Linked DNA regions of Macaca mulatta: region 2 is linked to region 1. The links are chromatin contacts, called in public Hi-C maps. All regions are on one chromosome and are shown on one strand. Each heading gives the region's core, a stretch centred on a gene start, on an enhancer-like site or on the middle of the called end of the contact. The rest is flanking DNA. Distances are from core to core; before and after follow the strand shown.

The links. Hi-C and Micro-C count contacts between places; a contact is called where the count stands out from the background.
Region 2: a contact with region 1 is called in a Hi-C map of fetal cortical plate, with 2.2 times the contacts expected there. The contact joins two enhancer-like sites. A contact is called at or near these places in 2 of 14 Hi-C or Micro-C datasets (fetal cortex germinal zone and fetal cortical plate).

The regions. Positions count from the first base shown.
Region 1 is chr10:24,268,400-24,273,618 of T2T-MMU8v2.0, reverse strand. No RefSeq gene overlaps it. Among named protein-coding and RNA genes, the nearest start is that of MN1, 500 kb to the right of the region's middle. Within about 2 kb of position 3,073, at least 3 of the 40 cell types and tissues checked have an H3K27ac peak or open chromatin away from gene starts, as enhancers often do. A contact at or near this core is called in fetal cortical plate, where this site is marked.
Region 2 is chr10:24,545,173-24,550,699 of T2T-MMU8v2.0, reverse strand. No RefSeq gene overlaps it. Among named protein-coding and RNA genes, the nearest start is that of CRYBA4, 390 kb to the left of the region's middle. Within about 2 kb of position 2,984, at least 7 of the 40 cell types and tissues checked have an H3K27ac peak or open chromatin away from gene starts, as enhancers often do. A contact at or near this core is called in fetal cortical plate, where this site is marked.

The DNA of each region.
Region 1 (5,219 bases), core at 1,824-4,323:
CGATGAGGATTAAATATATACACGTACATTTAATGTTCTAATCTTGGGAAAATTGTTTAGTACTAGGACAGTTTCTAACTGGTGAACTGCTACTCATCTCACAAGGCCCAGCTCACACTGCCCTTCTTCAGGGACATCTCCCTTACCCAGCATGCCCAGATTTAAGGCAGTGGGCTCCTTTCTTTATTTTCTTAAGGCATTAATTCATTTCCAAGTTGGAAAACTCATCTGTTAGTTATCTCCCTATCATACCAGACGCGGTGCTCCTTGAAGGCTGAAGCCATGATGTTTACTGCTGATTCCCCGGCTCCTTACAGAATACATGGTACATAGTAGGTGCTCAATAATTGCCTGCTGAAAAGCCAGATGAATGAATGACGCTCGTGCCAGCTCCCTTTATTCAAGTAAGGGCTTCCGAAAGCGTGTGTGTAATTCCCAGCTATAAATTGAATCGTATTTTTAAATGCACTAGGGGGGACTTGCTATTTAAAGAAACCGTGATGTAAATCCTTTTTATAAAATGAAGACATCTTGAGTAATGCGAATAATTGCTCCTTGACATATCTGTTTATAAGTTGGTATATTTAAGGATCAGAGAGACGGATGCCTTTTTAAAAAATTCACTTGACAAATATTTGTGAAGCATGCTCTGTGCCAAACTGGGTGTTGGAAGTGGGCATGATTGCAGTGTGGCCCCAACCCTTAAGGACTCACAAGCTCAGGTCCATTCATTGGTAGTGTTGCCTTGGGGATCTGGGGACAAGCGTCAGCCTGCTAAGGTATAATCTTGCGTTCTCTGCTTTCTAGCTGTGTGTCCCTGGGCCACTTACTTAACCTCTCTGAACCTCAACTGTCATGTGTGTCAGCTGATGGTGATAAAGGTGCTCACCTCCTACCAGTCATGAAGATAGAATAAGACAGTGCATGTAAACTGATTGGAAAATCGCCTGGCCTAATACGTATTTGCTTTTATCATTAGAAGGTGAGGTGGGGAAGTGTCCGTGTGGAGTGCACACCATGGGAAAGCTTCTGCCACTAGAGTCCTGATGATCTTTATGGCTTTACCTCTTCCTAAGAGCTACAGGACTCAGCCTCAGTTTCTCCATCTGCACAATGAGGGCAGTAATACTTACAAAATGAAGACATGCTGAACTCTAAGAAAAGTAGGTATATTTAGTGTTTCAAAGACAATTTAAGAAATTACAATCATTCTTTCTGTTTTAGCAGGCAGAAGATGATTAATGTAAGCCCGTTCCCATTTCCCCCTCAACTCCCCACTCTCTGCACATGGAAGAGGATTTTAGCTTAGAAGGGTGATATTTTTCTCCCTAATGGATGCCTTTTGGTAGAGCTTCTATGGATGTGTCCAGCTCTGAGCTGAGGGGCCCCATAGAGGCGTGTGTCAACGGAGTGATGGAAGTGCCTGTTGTTTGCACAGGCTGAACGCACAGGAGAAGGTGGCTGTTCATTTGTACTAGTGCCTGTGGAAGACAGACCAGCCTCAGTTTTAGATATAGGATAACAATGTTAGATGTAGATAATAATCTTTTGCTCCCATTTTGCGGATGGGAAAACTGAGGTCCTGCAGCTGTTCAGAAGAAGCAGAACCACACCAATCTGCAATGTAGGAAAATTCCAGGTTGGAAAATACCTCCGACAGTGGGTGTCTCCCTTTACAAAACTGCAGCTCTCTTGGAGGATGGTTTCATTACGGGGCATGGGAGAGCCTTTAGTGTCCAATTGTGGCCCTGCTGAGGGCAGAAGATTGGACTGGGGTTGACAGATGGGATGGGGGTGTTAGAAAATCAGGAGTGAGGAGGCTGCAAGCTGGTGTCCCAGTGTGAGTTCCATTCGAGGCAGTTTCCTAAAAATAGTCCTGCTGTGGACTATGAACAGATGAGCGTCACCTCCAGTGCCTGGCCCCAGGCTGCTGAGTGGACCCTATGAGACAAGGGCTCTCTGAGGCCATCTAGCACCTCCCTTCCCTCTGAACCTACAGATGAGCTAAAAGACTGGCTAGGGCCACCCATTGAGTGAGCGAGATTAGGCACCCAGGGCTCATACCTCACTGGTTCTCCTTGAATCCTCATAATGGCTTGAAACTTCAGGTGCATTTCGTCCCTTATTCTGTATTTAACAAACACAGAACATTTGTCATCTGCCAGCTCTCGGTGCTTTCTACACTTAGCTCATGTCATCCTGATCAGAGTGACCCTTTAAAATAGGTACTATTAGTATCCCCATTTCACGGATGTATTAACTGAGACATACAGAGTTAAATCCTTGGTCCAGCACACAAAGCTAGTGAGCTGCAAGCTGGGCCCAGGGTCTCTGCTTCTAATGACCTCACTATGCCACTTAGCCTCTTGTGAAGAGGAACTCATTCCCTTTAGACTTCTCTTTCATTTTCTTCTGATTTCATCAAGAAGAAAGTCTCAACTTGGTGTTAGTCTGCCTTTGACACTTTTCCAATGCTTACTAATATTTTTTAACAAAGAGAGAGCAGGCCTCAGGCTCTGTGCCTTCCTGGCAACTGTGTCTAACGGGAAGTGTTACGAGGGTAGTATGTCCAAGGGTAACTTTGGGAAACGCTGTCTTTTGTAGAAATAGATTTTGAGGGATGCTGAGACTTGCACAAGGTCTCTGAACAGGCAGGTCACTCAACAAGAAGTAAAAAAAAAAATGGTCTTTTTGACCACCTGCTGTCTTGAGCTTTTTCAATCCAATTCAGTTCAAAACCGATTCAACAAACAGCTTTAGAATGACTGGCAAGAGGCATAACGCATATGTGAATACTGTGAGAATCATAAACGTTATACAAATGTAATGGATCATGAACGCATTATTTTTTTTATTGGGGGAACTTATTCCTTTAGCTATACTTCTTTTCCTGCAGATACTTTTAGCCCGAAAGGGTTACAATCCCAAGGAAAGCTTTTTCATAAGCACAAAGAACTAATATTAGCAGATTGGGGTTTCTGTAAATATTCATTGTAATCTGTGACTTGGTGAGCATCAAATTCCACCCTCCCGAAAGCTGCACATTTATAACTTGTGAATTCATAAATATTTACGAATTCACACAATCATCACTGACAAATTATTTCATCTGACAGCTCCACACAGGCTCAGCCTGGTTTTGTGAAATTCTGATCAAATCTCGCGTAAACTTCCCGGGTGACAAGCAGAGAGCGAACACAGCTAAAATCACACCAGATCCTGCAGAATCTAGTGGGTCAGTAACCGATATTTACAACAACAGTAACAGCAACAACTTCAACAAGAGAGATTTTGTTTTATGATGGGCTGCCAGATGTTCTCAACAACTGTACATATATTTATAGAGACAAGTCCAAATCTTTGAAGGTGTCAAAAAATGGGGTCTTGTCAGGAAGAGGGAGATGAGCTTGGAATCTGGACAAGCTGGGTTTGAATTCAGAGTTGGCTATCGAGATCTGTGCGTTCTGTAACAGGTTTTCACACCTTGCTGAGCCTCAGTTTCTCAGGTTTGAATTCAGGAAAATAAAAGAAGCAACATAATAGGATTACTAGAGTGAAACTCTTGGCCCAGGGTCTGCCACATAGTAGGCAGCTCAATACATGTTGGTTTTTTTTTATTACTGTGGCAATAATAGTTTCAGTCATCGTGATTTCCAGCATGACCAGGTTTTCAGTGGGTTTGAATGTAGGCAGAGGAAGAATTGCTTCAAAGTCCTTTTCCTGTGTTTCTCCCTAACGTTGCTTGGGAACATGTTTCTGTGGGGTTTTCACTGTGGCCCCAGAAGTAAATCATGGGTCTCCCACGCAAAGACTGCAGGACACCCTAAGCATCCATCTACCAGTTGGACTTATTCTTTCATTCATGTACCTTTGCAAGGACGATAAATAACTTGCCTTTTTATTTTACTTGTTTCCAATTTGGTCATTGAACACCATGCTGGTGAATATGAGTTTGCTTCCAGACGAGTCGGAAAAACTCTCTTTTTGTCACTCTTGTTTCCTTCATAGCACTTACCAATTGAAACACTAATGTCTTTACTTTTTTCTTATTGACTGTCTCTGTCCACTCACTCTGAAGTCTGCAAAGGCAGGATCTCAACTGCCTTACCATGGATGGGTGGGTGGATGGATGGATGGATGGATGGATGGATGGATGGATGGATGGAGGGATGGATGGATGGATGGATGATGGTTGGATGGATAGGAAAGAGCGAAAGAGGGAGGAGAAAAGTGGGAAAGAAAGGAAGAGAGGAAAGGAAGGAGAAAGCAACAAAGGAAAAAAGGGAGAAAGAAAAAGAGAATAAAGGAAATGAAAAACTCCCACCATTGCTGACCAGGGTTGAATAAGGAGACCTCAAGCCATGTCTGGAGGAGAAAATCTGACTCTGGTGATGAAAGCTAGGTCTGCCTGTGGCTTAGCTTGGCCCTGGCAGATAGAAGCAGTCCAATTTATTACCATGATTATGGTTTAGCTTTGACTCAATACCGGGCACTGGAGTCCTGCTGGGGTAGCTATAAAGGCTGGATCAGACCACGCTATTCCTTGGCTTAAAATATCTAGTAGCTTTCCATAGTGTCCCACATAGCTCTGGTTATCCCACGTGCCCCTGCCTCCGTGGCTGCCCTGGACACCTTCTATTTTTTGAACAAATCCATCTCATTCTCATCTCAGGGTTCTTGCACTTGCTGTTTCCTCTGCCTAAAACCTGACCCCACCCTGCCAGTTCTTCCCTCTATCTGTACTCATCACCCTTTACCCAATCACTCTCTTTTTGTTACTCTTGTTTCCTTCATAGCACTTACCAATTGAAACGCTAATGTCTTTACTTTTTTCTTATTTACTGTCTCTGTCCACTCACTCTGAAGTCTGCAAAGGCAGGATCTCAATTGCCTTACCATGGATGGGTGGGTGGGTGGATGGATGGATGGATGGATGGATAATGGTTGGATGGATAGGAGAGAGGGAAGGAGGAAGGAGAAAAGTGGGAAAGAAAGGAATAGAGGAAAGGAAGGGGAAAGGAAGAAAGGAAAAGAGGGAGAAAGAAAAAGGGAATAAAGGAAATGAAAAAAACAAGATGGAAGGATGAATGGATAGATAAATGGACAGGGGATGGGTGAGAGGAAAGGAGGGAGGAAGGGAGGGACAGAGGGAAGAAGAGACGTTAGATGAACCTAGTATTTCCCAAACTCAGTTGACCACAAAACCTTCTTTGTCAAAG
Region 2 (5,527 bases), core at 1,735-4,234, 280 kb before region 1:
TAGTTCTTTAGGGCTGTCATTCCACAGGTCACTTTACATTCCTTACCATATAGCATCCATTTTCCCCCACACCCTTCTGACTCTTGGCTGCCTGATGGACTCTTAGTCTTTTTCCACCACTGCTCTCAAATACGCAGAGGTGCATCTGGTCATATACCTGTAGGTGATGAAGAGAAGCAGAAAGAGAGGTTGGGGAGACAGAATGGGAGGGAGAGAGGGAGGAAGACAGAGAAGAGAGGATAGGAGGGAGAAAGGAAGGGAGGAAGACAAAGAGGGGAAGAGAAAGACAGAAGAGGGGAGAGTAAGAGAGGGGAGGGAATAAGAGGGATAAAGAAAGAGAGGAAGAGAAACAAGCAGAGAGAGATGGGAAGGGTGAGAGAGAGAGATTGAGGGAAGAGAAGGGAGGGGAGGGGAAAGGAAAGAAGGGAAGGAGAGAGGAGAGAGATAGGGAGGAAGAGAGGAAAATAGAAGGAGATATCTAAAACGATATTTGCCCACTCCCCAAAAATGTTAAGTTATTCCCCTTGGGGGGAAGAACTTTGGAAGTTATGCTTTCAATTTTGTATTTTAAAATTGTTTGTATTTTTAGTCCACTTACAGATAAACTTTTTCCAAGCAGCATACAACAACAAGAAAGTAACATTCAAATATTACCAGGTCACTTCAGCTGTGAATGCTTTTCAGGACCCCCCTTTTTTCTTCCATAATTATGCACACCTCCCCTTCCACCCACCCGCCCCAAATGGAGGGGTGTAGCCAGCCACCTGGGAGTTGTTGAAGGACAGAGCCTGTGTCTTATCTTCCTGGTCTCCAATGTCCTGCACCGAACGCAGCCAGGACAAGCTGGGCCTTGTAAGTGTTGGTTTAATGACCAGAGGCAGGAAACCCATTATAACACCATGCATTGTCCAGGTTAAATAATGGAAAGGATTATTACAGCAATGATGCTGCAATGTACTCTTAATTCACCATGGCAATGAGGAGCATGGGGACAGCTCATGTCACCAAGCTGGGGATCATCAAAAGGTAATTTTCCCTTCTGTGGACCACCATGCCCTCTTTGTGTTTTAGTTATTTGCGATTCCCTATGCATACACCACGCCCACACCCACATACATACACCTTTTTTCTTTTTCTTTTTAGGGCAGGGGCACTGACTCGAATCTCAATCATATCTGGTTGGAGTTGATCACACAACCAGCTAGTTTCTTGACACAGGTGATGAACCTCCAGTGAGCAGCTGTTCTCGAAGCGTGGGCCCCATTATTTGCAGCCTCAGCATTGCTGCCTGAGAACTTGTTAGAAAGGCACATTTTGGGGTCCACCTCTGAATCAGAAACTTTAGGTTGGTGTCCAGAAATCTACATTTCCACAAGTCTTTCAGGCGATTCTGATGCATCCTCAAGCTTAAGGATCACCAGCCCGAAAGGGGACTCAGGTGCTTGGGTTCCAATTCTGGCTGTGCTGCTTGTTGGCTGTCCCACCTCGGGCAAGTCCCCTCACCTCTTCATGTGTCTGCGTCCTCATCTGTAATATGGGCACATCTACAGTGCCCATCTCATAGGGTGTGTCAGGATGGGCGAAGAGCAGTCGAACAACTCCCACACTTAGTCCCAGCAGATGTTACCTGGTACCATATTTCGTGGAGTAGAAGCTGCCTTTGATCATCAGACTCACCCGGAATTCACACAGTAAATATAGGGCATAAGTCTGCCTTAAAACAGTGTTTCTCAAACTTCAATGTGCACACGAATCACCCAGGAATGTTGTTAAAAGGTAGGCTCTGATTCAGTAGGGCCGAGGCCAGAGACGCTGCATTTTTAGCAAGCTCTTATGTAGGAGGATGCTGCTGGTCCCTGGACCATGCTTTGTGTATGGATTGGATCCAGCACCTGGGTCTCACAGTGGGCTCACATGATGTGCTGGCAATGGTCATAGACTGGTCCTGGGAGAGGGTGGTGGAACAGGATGTGGTTCATTTTGCTCATTCCTCTCTGGCCAAAGGACAGAAAGCCTTGGCATAAGAACTGGAGACATGCTTTGAGCTCCTTGTAAGTCCACCCACTGGCCGAAAGGAAGTCCTTTGATCTCAGCATCCTCATCTGCCAAAGTAGACCACTCAGTGCCCACGAAATAGACCACTTAGTGCTCACCAAGTCCATTCCAAGGGCAAATGGGGAGAATCAAATACCCATGTTCTCCATGAGTGAATTAATGATACATCTTTCCTTGGGACCGTGGTTTTTCCAGAGTTTAAAAATAGTGAAATGATGTGGAAATTTAAAGGCATCAGGACAAGGCATTGCTGGTGAAGTTGGCTAATTATTACATTACTATGTGATCATCATTATTAGTGTGAGTGATAAGCCCTGCACTGTAATTCTCTTTTGAGCACCAGTCCTAGGAGTGGCCAGTCCTTACAGTCATCCTGGAATTCTGATGGTTCCAGGGGACACCTGTCAGGCCACCCTCCTGAGTGGGCTTAGCATACTGAGGGCCATGCAGAGGGAGCCCTGGTTGTGTCCTCAAAGCCTCATTACTACAACCATCGTATTTGCAGCCACTCTTTGATTTCAAGGCACTGCTCACTTCCAAGGGGACGTGACAGGGCTAGAGAGAGAAGGGGTCATGGACGCTCATTTCCAGAATGAACAAAGAACACTTATGAGGGAGAGGAAAAATACCTCTTGACCGCCCCCGACATGTGTGTGCACAAATACACACACAAACACACACATACACACATGCATGCACATGCACACACATACACATGCACGCACGTGCGCATTCACACACACACACATACACACACACACACACACACACACACACACACACACACACAGGCTGCCCCAGCCTGCATGTCACCATCAATCAGCGCCTTCCCACTTGCCGTTTGCAGGCAGAGTTCCCTACAGATGTGCTTGGGGGCTGGGAGAAGGAGAAGGTGGAGCTGGGGCTGGGGAGGGAGGGGAGGTAGAGATGTCCTCAAAGAGTTAAAACCTTGCCTCACCAGACTGTGAATCCTCCTCGACTCTCCCCCACCCCCATCCCCCTCAATCCAGCCAAACAACAGCTTGACATTTTCCATCCTTCACGAGAAAGACAAAGACGGGAAGATATTCCCATGATCCCTTTCTGCATGCCTAACCGTGAGCTCAGGTGCCGTAGCGTTTGCCCTGCGCCGGCCCCATCAACATGAAGGGCGAACTCATCCTTTCTGCATCTTTTTCTCGCCACTGCTTGATTAATTGGCTGACTACTACGCCGGCGGAATACCTAATGCCTTTCCTTCCCCTATTCTTCCTTCACAGTTTTTTTTCCTCCTTTGCACCATTTACATATACTTTATATTCCATAATTTTCACCCAAAAAGAAAAAAAAAAGAGCGGGCCCATCTCAGTAATTTGATGTAATGACGGCATGTCACCAAAAAGAGGAATTAGAAAAATCTGTAGGTATTTAATTTATTCTTGTTTTTTTTTTTTTTTTTTTTCAAGTAGAGCTCTCTGAGAAAAGCATTAATATTCATGGGCAAGAGAAAAAAGTATACTCAATAGGAAAATTCCAGATTTTTTTAGGGGTGGGGAGGCAGCTAAATTCAATGCATTTTTAAGCACCATTATTTAACTAATAGTGCCTGAGTCCCTCTGGCCCTAGTTCCTCCCTTTCAATGAAAATAAGTGGGTTTTAGTTTGCCTTCAAGGGTTATGTGTGTTGGGCTCACACCCACGCTGTTGAAGCAGGAAAGCTGGGTTCTGTGTTTTCCTCCCCTCCTGGGAGGACTCAAATGAAGAAGAAAAACATAAATAAAGGCATTTCAGAGTCCCAGGGCTGGAGTTTTGGTTCTCCTTCAGCCTCCCCTGTTGGCTGTCATAGTTTTCTGATGGCTCTACAGAGGCAACAATTTCCTTGAGGTTTCCAGCTAGACCACCCGCTTCCTGTTAACTTGGATTTGGGTTTTGTGCTATTAATTAACTACTTGGTTATCAAAGTTAAGTGTTGAGTTATACCATAATCATGATAGCTACCAATGAAGCAGGAAATAAAATAACAAAGCATCAGACAGATGCCATAAATGTGAGACCTGGGAATGGGAGCAGTCTTTCTCTCTCCAAGGAAGGTCTTTCCAAATGGTCCCAGGGTGTGTGGCTCTCCTAGTAACAGTGACGTTGGAGGCATCTGAGGAGTCAACTCAGTCTAGTAGGAAGATGAGTTCTCAGCCATGGGGACCTAAATGCCCGCTTTCATCTTAATCAGTGGGATCGAAAACATGTATGAGTTTATGGGTCCTGAGTCTAAATCATTTGCCGATTGTGCTAATAAAAATTATTATTAGCATAATGATTACAATAAGCAATTCTATGTACTATTAATTTTTCTTTATTTTTAAATGGAGTTATAACTTACAGTAAGCTGCACGAATCTTATGTGCAGCGTAATGGATATTTACCCATGTTTGTACTTTACACAGATCAATATATAGAACATTTCGGACACCCTAGAAGGATTTCTTGTGCCACTCAAGTCAATGCACACCTCCTCAAAGATAGCCACTCTTCTGGCTTCTGGCACATAGATTCATTTTGCCGGTTCTTGAACTTTAAACAGATGAAATTATACAGCGTATACTATTGTGTGTTGAGGCTTTTTCTTAAAAACAACGTTTTGGGGACTGATCCATGTTGTGACGTGTCGCGGTAGTTCATTGTTATCATTGCTGTGCAATATTCCAATGCATAAACGCTTTAGAATTCAATTATCAATTTTCCTGTGGATGGCTATTTGGGCTGTTTCCAGTTTGGCCTACTTTGAGTCAAGCAGGCATGAACACCCTCCTCTACGCCTTTGGGGAAATAAAAGCTCTCATTTCTCCTTGGAATACACCCAGGAATGGGATATCTGGTCACAGGGTAAATAGACCTGTAGCTTTAGTAGAAACTGCCAAACAGTTTTCAAAGTGGTTGCGCCAATTTACACTTCCACCAGCAGTGGCTGGGGTTCCAGTGGCTCCGTATCTTCACCAACTCTTGGGATCACTGTCATTTCCTTGACCTTTAGCTATTGTTATGGGTGTAGGAGGGGCAAGAAGGAACCTTGGCAGAAACCAAGCAAGGAGAAAACAAAGGATGCTTACTCAGCAAGACACAGATAAGAGAATCAGAGACACACACACGCAGAGAAAGAGGAAAACAGCCAGAAAGAACCAGAGAAATACAGGTGGAAACGCAGACAGAGGAAAACTTTGAGAGCAAGGTAAATGGATGGGGAAATGAGCCCAGAAAAGAGAAAAAGAAGAGAGAAAAGAAAAATGGAAAAGGTGAAGCTGAAAGGGAAAGACGAAAAGTTGATAGAGGAGAGAAAAGCAGGCAAGAGAAAGGAGGAGAGAATGAACAACCCTGGGTGACCAGCCAGGGGAACAGGGCAAGTGCAGAAATTGGTCTCTTGGTATTTTATGAAACATAGCCTTTTCTTTCTTTCTTTTTTTTAAAGTGCTTCTTGATATTTTTATGTTTATATGTTTTAA